Linked DNA regions of Sus scrofa: regions 1 and 2 are each linked to region 3. Evidence: chromatin contacts called from public HiChIP or PLAC-seq data. All regions are on one chromosome and are shown on one strand. Each heading gives the region's core, a stretch centred on a gene start, on an enhancer-like site or on the middle of the called end of the contact. The rest is flanking DNA. Distances are from core to core; before and after follow the strand shown.

Region 1 (2,814 bases), core at 54-2,553, 180 kb before region 3:
ATGAAAACCAACACACATCTCGTTTTCCGAGGTGTGGTCTTAGGCGAGTTCCACTGGGATGTACGTAGATGCTTTGTCTCAGCCAGACCATCACCAGGCAGTGGTCTGTTCTACACGTCACCATTAGAACTGACCCCAAGGTATACTCGCCATGGGTGTCCAGGAGCCGTAGGATTTAAAGAGTTCATAGGATGCTTTTATATTTACATAAGCGGTTTCGCATGAATCTTATAGAAGGTGGATAAATAGAGCAAGTTGTCCCTTTTCAGCAAGAGCACTTGTAAGACATGAAAGGGATCAGGTGAAAAAATCCCTTTAACACTGAGTTGATTCATTAAAGAACTTTAGAAAAGTCAGCAGTTCATTTACCTGAGTTTCCCATTTAAAGGCTAAAGAGTAATTAAATGCTGTTTACTTAGGAATGTGAACAAAAAATATACAATATTAAAAGGGCCAGAGTCAGAAAACCTCGACTCAAGATGAAGTCTGAGTATTCTGGATTTTTATAAAATCTAATAGAAACATCTATGAAGTTTCCTTCCTAGTTAAAACATGAAGTCAGAACTCTAGTGATTTATTGGACGTTATTTAGAACTTAGGTTGGGGGTCAGCCTGTGAATAATGAAGAAAGTAAATCAAATTCTTTTGGCATGTTGAGTAAATTGTCACAAAGACCTAACTGCTAGTGACAACTTCAGTTATGAACCCATATGAGATTCTGAGTTGACACCAGATAAAGACTTGAGCATAAATATGATTTTTAACCTGAATAGATCCCTTTTTTAAGGGGATATAGAAAACAACTATAAATGTTATCCAGAAAAATAGTGCACCCAGTGTTTCACCAGTAGTTATCCAAGCTCACCTCTGGAGAGGGGTATTCTTGTCATGCTCAGCCACTGACAGTCTTTCAGGTTTTGGTTGGTCTGTTTGTTTCAAACAGGTAGGGCTATAAATACAGCACATCGGTCATGATCAAGATCTAACAACATTCTAGAATTGAAGATTTTTGTCCTATGAGAAATAACCATGTTGCTATTTTAAACATATTGTTTCAGTTCCAGGTTGAAATAAACACACAGCGATAGGGTATCACCTTTTAACACTTGACCACAGAGCAGAAACAGCAAAGCACTTTGGTCTACGTGATTCAATTTTTACATAAACGAAAAGCATCTCTTTCTCAAATCTTTTACCCCATGATGTATCATAGCATTTAAAACACAACTGAAGTACGGAGAGCTGCTGAGCAGTCCCTACAGCTGTGTTCCACGTATGACTCAAAGTCGCTTTACGCAAAAAAGCCACCAGGATTGAGAAGTAAATGTACAAGCAGCATTTTGAAACCCCAAACCACTTCCCTGCTTTTTCTGCTAGGTCACAAAACTTCCTTAGATCAGACCATGTGGAGTTGGAGCATAAAACCAAATTCCCGTGACAGGAGTATTGGTCTGGATCGAGGGCACAGGTAGTGCTTTTCATTTTCCTGTTCCACACAGCTTAAGAGTCAGTGAAAACAATTTGCCCAAGACCCATATACCATGTTGGATTTTTAAATAGAGAGAGGGAAATGAAACTTCTGCTGACCACCGGGCAAAAATTACTCCTAAGTGACATGTACTGAGCAATTTATTCACCCTTAAAAAAAAAAAAAAAAAAAAAAGGTAATAGAACCATTTTAGATGAGATACTTCTTTTAAGCCAAAGAGAGCTTCTGTGCTTTGCATCACTAGCATTTTCAGCACGGGCAGGCTCGAGCGAGCTCCATAAGTATATATACATAGAGGCCGATTATTTTGCGTGACAGGCAGACGTTGGGTACGTCACCACGCCACCCCGCGCAGGGGCACAGCACACCCAGCTCGTTCACGGAGTGCTTTAGCAGTGCATTTTTTCCATTAGATGTATTCAAATATCAAGATATCAAAGATGATCAAATTACTAAAAAACCAGGCTTCTAATTCTGATTTTTAAATTCAATTACTACTTTAATTAAAATAAAGCTAGTTTCTCTAAGGCGGGGCACCCGTTCCCACACAGCCATCCTGGTCTCAAAGGGGAAGAACCTCTGTCCTCCCTTTGCAAGGGGTACTTTTAAAATATCGGTAAACATGTAAATCAGTTAAATTATACATAACTATGCAAGGAAGCCGATGTTGGAAGATAATTATCTTTACTCACTGACAAATCCTTGCCTAAGGATAAACAGCTGTCAGGTATATCAAAGAATATAACGTATAAGGTTCTGTTGGCGGCAAGGGGGAAATTTGAAAATAAGAGTCTACGACAGGGCCCTTTTGTGAATTTACACTCTAGAGAAGGATTTTCTGTAGAATGAAGGACTTGGCCAATGGAAAAGGCAGCTGGCGTTAAAATAACTAGCATAGCTTCCTTGGAACACATACGATGAAAACAAATATAAGGACTCTGTATAGGTGTCAATGAGCTGAAAAGGACCTTGGCAAAATATCCTCATCTATCTAAAAAATACCAAAAAGCATGCAACGTAAAACTCCCTCCCTTTCGCAAGAAGGAACTGAAAAACAAAACCAAAACCAAAACAAACAAACAAAACCAAAACGACAACAAAACCCCCAGATGGAACCATCGGTTTCTGTCAGTAGCAAACAACAACAAGAGATACATTAGGTTCCAGCACAAATAAAACTTTAAAATATTAATACTGAAAAAATACAATTAAATTTTTATTAAAAAATACAAACGCCTTACGCAATCCCTGTGTACATTTTGTTTCGTGTGAATAAGAAAAAAAATTCATAAACTAGGAAAGGCGTTAAGCTTCCCGAATTATTT
Region 2 (2,728 bases), core at 128-2,627, 160 kb before region 3:
CCGCACTTGTGGCATATGGAGGTTCCCAGGCTAGGGGTTCAAATAAGAGCTACAGCTGCAGCCTACGCCACAGCCACAGTGATGCCAGATCTGAGCTGCGTGTGTGACCTACACCACAGCTCACGGCAATGCCAGATCCTTAACCCCCTGAGCAAGGCCAGGGATTGAACCGCATCCTCATGGTTCCTGGTCAGATCTGGTTCCTCTGCGCCACGACAGGAACTCCACTAGAGACTTTCAGACATGGGTTTTGGTCATTTTACAACACAGGATCCACAAGAGTAACTAAACACACAATAAATGTCCTTTGCTTCCTATGAGAAAAAAACCCAACACTCTGTCAGTGCTTTGTCATTCGGGGGAAACGAGGGCTTGCTAAGCAACTAACAGGCAGCAGGATCATAACAATCCAGGGGGGAGACGGAAGGAAACGCTGCCCCTTCGAGGACCAGCATTGGCTGGCATGAGATCATCGAAGAAAAGCATTTAGATTCATGCCCTGTGTTAAACCCGGAGAGAAGGGGGAAGTTACTCATATATTATCCTCGGGGCCAGGAACTCACTGCACATTAAGTTGTCAAGGGGATAGATGGCAAGAAATAAAGTTCTAGGGGGAGAAAAAACAGTATCAGTTTGAATAAACCACCACCACAAGGAAGTCCTAACTCAGGCACATTTTCTGTGACTAGATGTCAACGGATTTTGAAAGAGGGGTTTGCTCGCAGCACCCACCCCCTTCTCTCCAGGGATGGGAAAGGTTGCTCTTCAACATTATTGTCACCACCAGACGGTTTCTGTGTCACGTTCGCCCGAGCCTGCAGTAGGATGGGCAGGTCCTGGGTACACAGGAATGTCATGAAACTTATCTTAGACGAGGTCTTCGTTTTACGCCTACCCGTTGGTGCTGTATCTCTTATTTCATCAGGATTCTCCATTTTACCTTCAACAGCAGGCTGATCTAAGTAGGAATTTTTGCGTCTCCATCTGTAAATTCACATTTGGCCAAAGAAAAAGACTAACTCGAGATCCCGGGTAGCATGGGACCAAGGACTGGGGGAGAGAGCCAGAAGCTGGACTTCAGGGCACATTATCAGCATGAACAACTCAGAAATCACTAGAGAGCCTATCATTTTTCCCACCTCTGCTTTTCAGGGAACCCTGGGTGCACTGTCACCGGAAGGCCATTTGCTCCGGCGTTGATGCTGGTGGTTCCGAGTCAGAGAAGCAGTTCAGAATGTACCCAAAGTAAGAGTTGGGATCACTCCAAGCAACGCGCTTGCAAGTCCCAAGCTCTCCCCCAGAGCGACCCTGCCAGCCGGCGTCCTCCTGCTGACTGGCTTAGGCCACAAGGATCTTTTGTTGGTGGTTTCGAGTCGTTGACATCCTTCTCCTGGCTTCCTCCTCCCTCTGATTCAGAAAGCAGGAAGCGTCTTTCCTGTGGGGTGGCTGCAGAGCGGTCCCCGGGGCTTCTTGTTTCTCGCTGCTCCCTCTATATTTGGTAACGGCCTGAATGTGGGCTGCTTTGGCTTCGGTCACAATAGGATAACCTGGCATCATGGAGCAGAGACCTAAAGCAATCTTAGGTTTCCAGGAAGTAGCATGTTGACCTTTCAGGATTTGGTCTATTTTAGTGAGTGTGTTGCGTTTCGAATCGTGTTGTTTATAACGCAAGGTTACGTGTTTACAGTCTCGGTCCTTGAGGGGTGTGACTGCACAGAGAGAGGATGCGCAGCTCTCCGCTTGGCAGTGTGTTTCTGTTTGTTTCTTGTGTGGACCAATGTAATGGAAGGAGTGCTCGCGTGCGTGCGCCGCTTACTCGGGGCAGCCTTGGAAAGAGCTGCGTGCTGGGAAATGAATAAATATTCGTCCGATGAGTAAGACGAGGGTTGATTTTAATCCTTTCACATCAGGGCAAGAAAGAATCAGCAGCCCATTGATAGAGAATACCTCCCCCCTCCCCCAGCGTTTTCATAATCCCGACCCTACATGCACAGAGTCTTTTAGAATAGAGAATGCACTATCATCTGCCGTGGGCACAAGCCATTTATAAGGCCATCAGAAGCTACCCGATCACTCTGCTAGCACCACTACGCCTCCTCAGATTCGGCTTTGCCACGTGCTCAAGCCGCAAGACTTAATTAACTTGTTCTGCAGATAAAATCAGAGAGAGTGACTGCACTTTCACTTCACAAAGGGAAGATCGAGGCATACACATTTTCTTCTGATTATTGTACTATCAGCTTGGAAATGAGAAGGGATTTTGAGCTTGGCAGAGACCTTTTGTTTTTGACGTTATCAGTCGTTAAGCCAGTTTCACAGGATTATCCCAACGGAGCTCAAACCGGAGCTTCAAGTCTCCCCTCTGACCATTTCACGCCCTTGTAACGTGGATACTGGTGGTTTTACTTCTTTAACTCATACCTTATTCCTGTGTCTTTACTGCTTACTCTAGGCTGGGAGTTATTATTTAATACAGTGAGCAATCTTTTAGAGAAACCTAAGCTGTAATTCAGAAAAGTCATTCTTTTGTAACTTTCTATTTCCCTTTTCGTCATTTTGCACTTGATTTTATACGGAACATCCTGTTTACAAGCCAAGATATGGCCTGTGTGACTGTAATGATTCCATACCGTCACCCAGCAGGGTGCACAGGGGTGACAGCCACGTGCTGGAGGAATGACCCGAGAGGGGAGCCCTCACTGCAGCCCTCTTGGCCTGGAGGCATGGC
Region 3 (2,879 bases), core at 201-2,700:
AACCCTCATCTTCATGGATACTAGTCGGATTTGTTTCTGCTGAGCCACAGTGGGAACTCCCAAAAGTAGGCTTCTGAATTGGCGGTATTGCTTCTGGGAATTCTCCTCCGTGGCAGCAAATGGATGTTTCTGTTGTTTCTTCTTCCTTTTGTTCCCCTTCATAGAAGCACCTGCCTACATCACAGGACAGACATGAAGGGCCTCAAATGCTGCTCTTAAAGAACTTGAATACTATGCCCATGATTCGGACCCATAAAGAAAAGAGGGTATTTAGTAACTGGAAATGATTGACACCGCAGGGTAGGCCTTATAATGAGAAATACAAATACTGTTTGGCTTTGTATGCCTGCGCCCAGTTTTTCTACTACATTGTAATTGAGAAAAAATGCTCAGTCCTTCGAGGAGTGTCTGAAATTCTGCAAGGGACTCTCATTTGTTTTCATCAAAGAAAATAGCTCAATTATTCCGATCAAAGAAAATTCTAAAAGACTCTGTCACTATTTCCACAGCCAAATTTGTTGAAGTCTGAGCTAGTACTTAAAAGACACAGACTCACAGACTTTGAACACAAGCTTGTGGTTACCAAAAGGGAGAAGGGGTTGGGGGGAGGACTGGGTGTTTGGGATTGGCACATGCCCACCGTTGTATATGGAGTGGGTGGTCAACAGGGACCCGCTGAATAGCACAGGGAACTCTACTTGATATTCTGTGATAAACCCATATGGGAAAAGAACCTGAAAAAGAATGGATGCGTGTTCATGGATCACTGAGTCACATTGCTGCACAGCAGACACAAGCACAACATTGTCAATCAACTACACTTCAATAAAATTTAAAAAAGGAAAAAAGTCCCATCGCAGATATTAAATATGTATTATGTGCCCAACAGTATATGGTAGACTCATGGGCAAGACTGAAATACATGAGGTGGTCACAGTGGATAAAGTCTTACGAAGAACAGGAAACTTTTTATTATTATTATTATTTTCTCTTTTTGCCTTTTCTAGGGCCGCTTCCCAGGGCACATGGAGGTTCCCAGGCTAGGGGTCTAATTGGAGCTGTAGCCACCAGCCTACACCAGAGCCACAGCAACGTGGGATCCGAGCCGCGTCTGCAACCTACACCACAGCTCATGGCAATGCTGGATCCTTAACCCACTGAGCAAGGCCAGGGATCGAACCCGCCACCTCATGGTTCCTAGTCAGATTTGTTAACCACTGTGCCACGACGGGAACTCCAGAAAAGGGAACTTTAAGTATTGAAAGGGAAGCAAAATCTAGAAAGACTAAATCCTATACCTTTACCTTATCTGTCCCAAATATTGTCTTAGAATAATCAATCCACCCTCATGGTTCCGTCAGTCTCTTTTCGGGAAGCTGAGAACCTCTCTAAGAAGCAGAAGTAGAAATGCTTTGTTACTGTAACCTCCTATTGAGTGGGAGAACTGACAGTGGCCGGGTCTTCACATTCATATGACATGGAAGATGACTATGAACAGCAGATGTGGCCAGTGACACAAGCAAAGCCACAACTAACAGAAATGAAAGCATCACTACAATTTTATCATCTGGTGGTTGAATTGCATGACCCACCTGAAATAATCAACTAATAACTAATTAATTCCTGAGGTTGGCAGGTTGCTTCTGGGCTGATTCTCTCAAAAAAAAGAAAACAAAAACAAAAAACTTTGAGTGACATCATCTTTAAACTATGCTCCATGTGGCTGCCTTGATTCGAGTTCAGTTTTCTCTGTCCTGAGAATTTTTATGATGAATGGAAGGCTATATTATCTAGTATTAACAGCTCTTTTCCAATTCAGTATTCTAAAATTATTTCTGATAATGAAAAAGCCTCTGTTTTCTTAAGTTAATTAAAACACTGAATGTCACAATGTATAAAAGAAAGCACTGGAGATCTGACAGAAGGGAGGGAGAATACCAACATAAATAGAATAATAATAATTCCTCATCCCAAAGATATGCACTTTAAAGAAAAAAAAAAAAAGTACTTTAGTGGAGAAGGTTTATCCAGATAGCAAATAGCATCTTCAAGGGGAGGTGAGCTTGGTGGGCCATGCAGGGTTGAAGGAGAATCGTGGGAACATAGGTTTGAGGAAGTTTGGGTGGCTCTTGTGTTTTTTTGTTTTTTGCTTTTTTGGCCACACCCTCAGCATAGGGGAATTCCTGGGCCAGGGATTAAATCCAAGCCACAGCTTTGACTTACACCACAGCTGCAGCAATGCCGCATTACCTAGGCAACTGTGCCCTGCCAGGGATCAAATCTGCTCCTCTGCAATGACCCAAGCCACTGCAGTCAGATTCTTAGCCCATTGTGCCACAGTGGGAACCCCAAATTCAGCTAGCTTTAAAGGTTCTAAATTTTAAAATTACTTTTAAATATTGTCTCAGCATCAGGGTTCAAGTTTGTTCATTCTTCCAAGATGTCAGCTTAGAAGAAAAGAACAAGAGCTAGATGGTGGCATATTCGTGGTTTCACATTCTCAGCAAGTTGGCCAGAGTCCCCCTGTATGACTGAGCATATTGCTACTGATAAGGAATCTTTATTTAATTTGGCCAAACACTTCGCCATGTATTCCAGACCTTTTCAATCATATGGTTGCAGAGGTTTAGCTTTCCTTGGGCCCCGGGAAAATTCTGAGATTGACCCCTGAGAATAAGCTCAGTGGTAAGTGTTCCAGGATGAGCAGGACATTGCACATGTTTTTGGAAAAAGGTAGCGCGACTAGAACACGGAATTTGGCAGGGTTGGCTTGGCTTTTCTGCATGCGTTGATCCTTTATCGTGGTCCTGGCACGAAATACTCCTGCTTAGTTACTCTGTGTTCCCACCACCTCCTGTGCTAGTTGCCCTCTCTGCCTT

What was found. HiChIP or PLAC-seq counts read pairs in DNA pulled down with a chosen protein or histone mark.
Region 1: an H3K27ac HiChIP or PLAC-seq map of alveolar macrophages shows a contact between it and region 3. The contact joins two enhancer-like sites. A contact is called at or near these places in 3 of 47 Hi-C or Micro-C datasets (embryonic fibroblasts, epiblast stem cells and liver) and 1 of 2 datasets of contacts at active chromatin or transcription factors (alveolar macrophages).
Region 2: a contact with region 3 is called in an H3K27ac HiChIP or PLAC-seq map of alveolar macrophages. The contact joins two enhancer-like sites. A contact is called at or near these places in 2 of 47 Hi-C or Micro-C datasets (embryonic fibroblasts and liver) and 1 of 2 datasets of contacts at active chromatin or transcription factors (alveolar macrophages).

Annotation. Positions count from the first base shown.
Region 1 is chr4:126,958,543-126,961,356 of Sscrofa11.1, forward strand. It overlaps LRRC8C (volume-regulated anion channel subunit LRRC8C), which reads right to left. Exons shown (of 3, transcript XM_001929205.6): 3 at 1-2,814. Among named protein-coding and RNA genes, the nearest start is that of LRRC8D, 77 kb to the left of the region's middle. Within about 2 kb of position 1,304, at least 8 of the 83 cell types and tissues checked have an H3K27ac peak or open chromatin away from gene starts, as enhancers often do. A contact at or near this core is called in alveolar macrophages, where this site is marked.
Region 2 is chr4:126,983,939-126,986,666 of Sscrofa11.1, forward strand. All of the region lies in intron 2 of LRRC8C (volume-regulated anion channel subunit LRRC8C), which reads right to left. Among named protein-coding and RNA genes, the nearest start is that of LRRC8C, 94 kb to the right of the region's middle. Within about 2 kb of position 1,378, at least 20 of the 83 cell types and tissues checked have an H3K27ac peak or open chromatin away from gene starts, as enhancers often do. A contact at or near this core is called in alveolar macrophages, where this site is marked.
Region 3 is chr4:127,139,026-127,141,904 of Sscrofa11.1, forward strand. No RefSeq gene overlaps it. Among named protein-coding and RNA genes, the nearest start is that of LRRC8B, 3.8 kb to the left of the region's middle. Within about 2 kb of position 1,451, at least 1 of the 83 cell types and tissues checked has an H3K27ac peak or open chromatin away from gene starts, as enhancers often do. A contact at or near this core is called in alveolar macrophages, where this site is marked.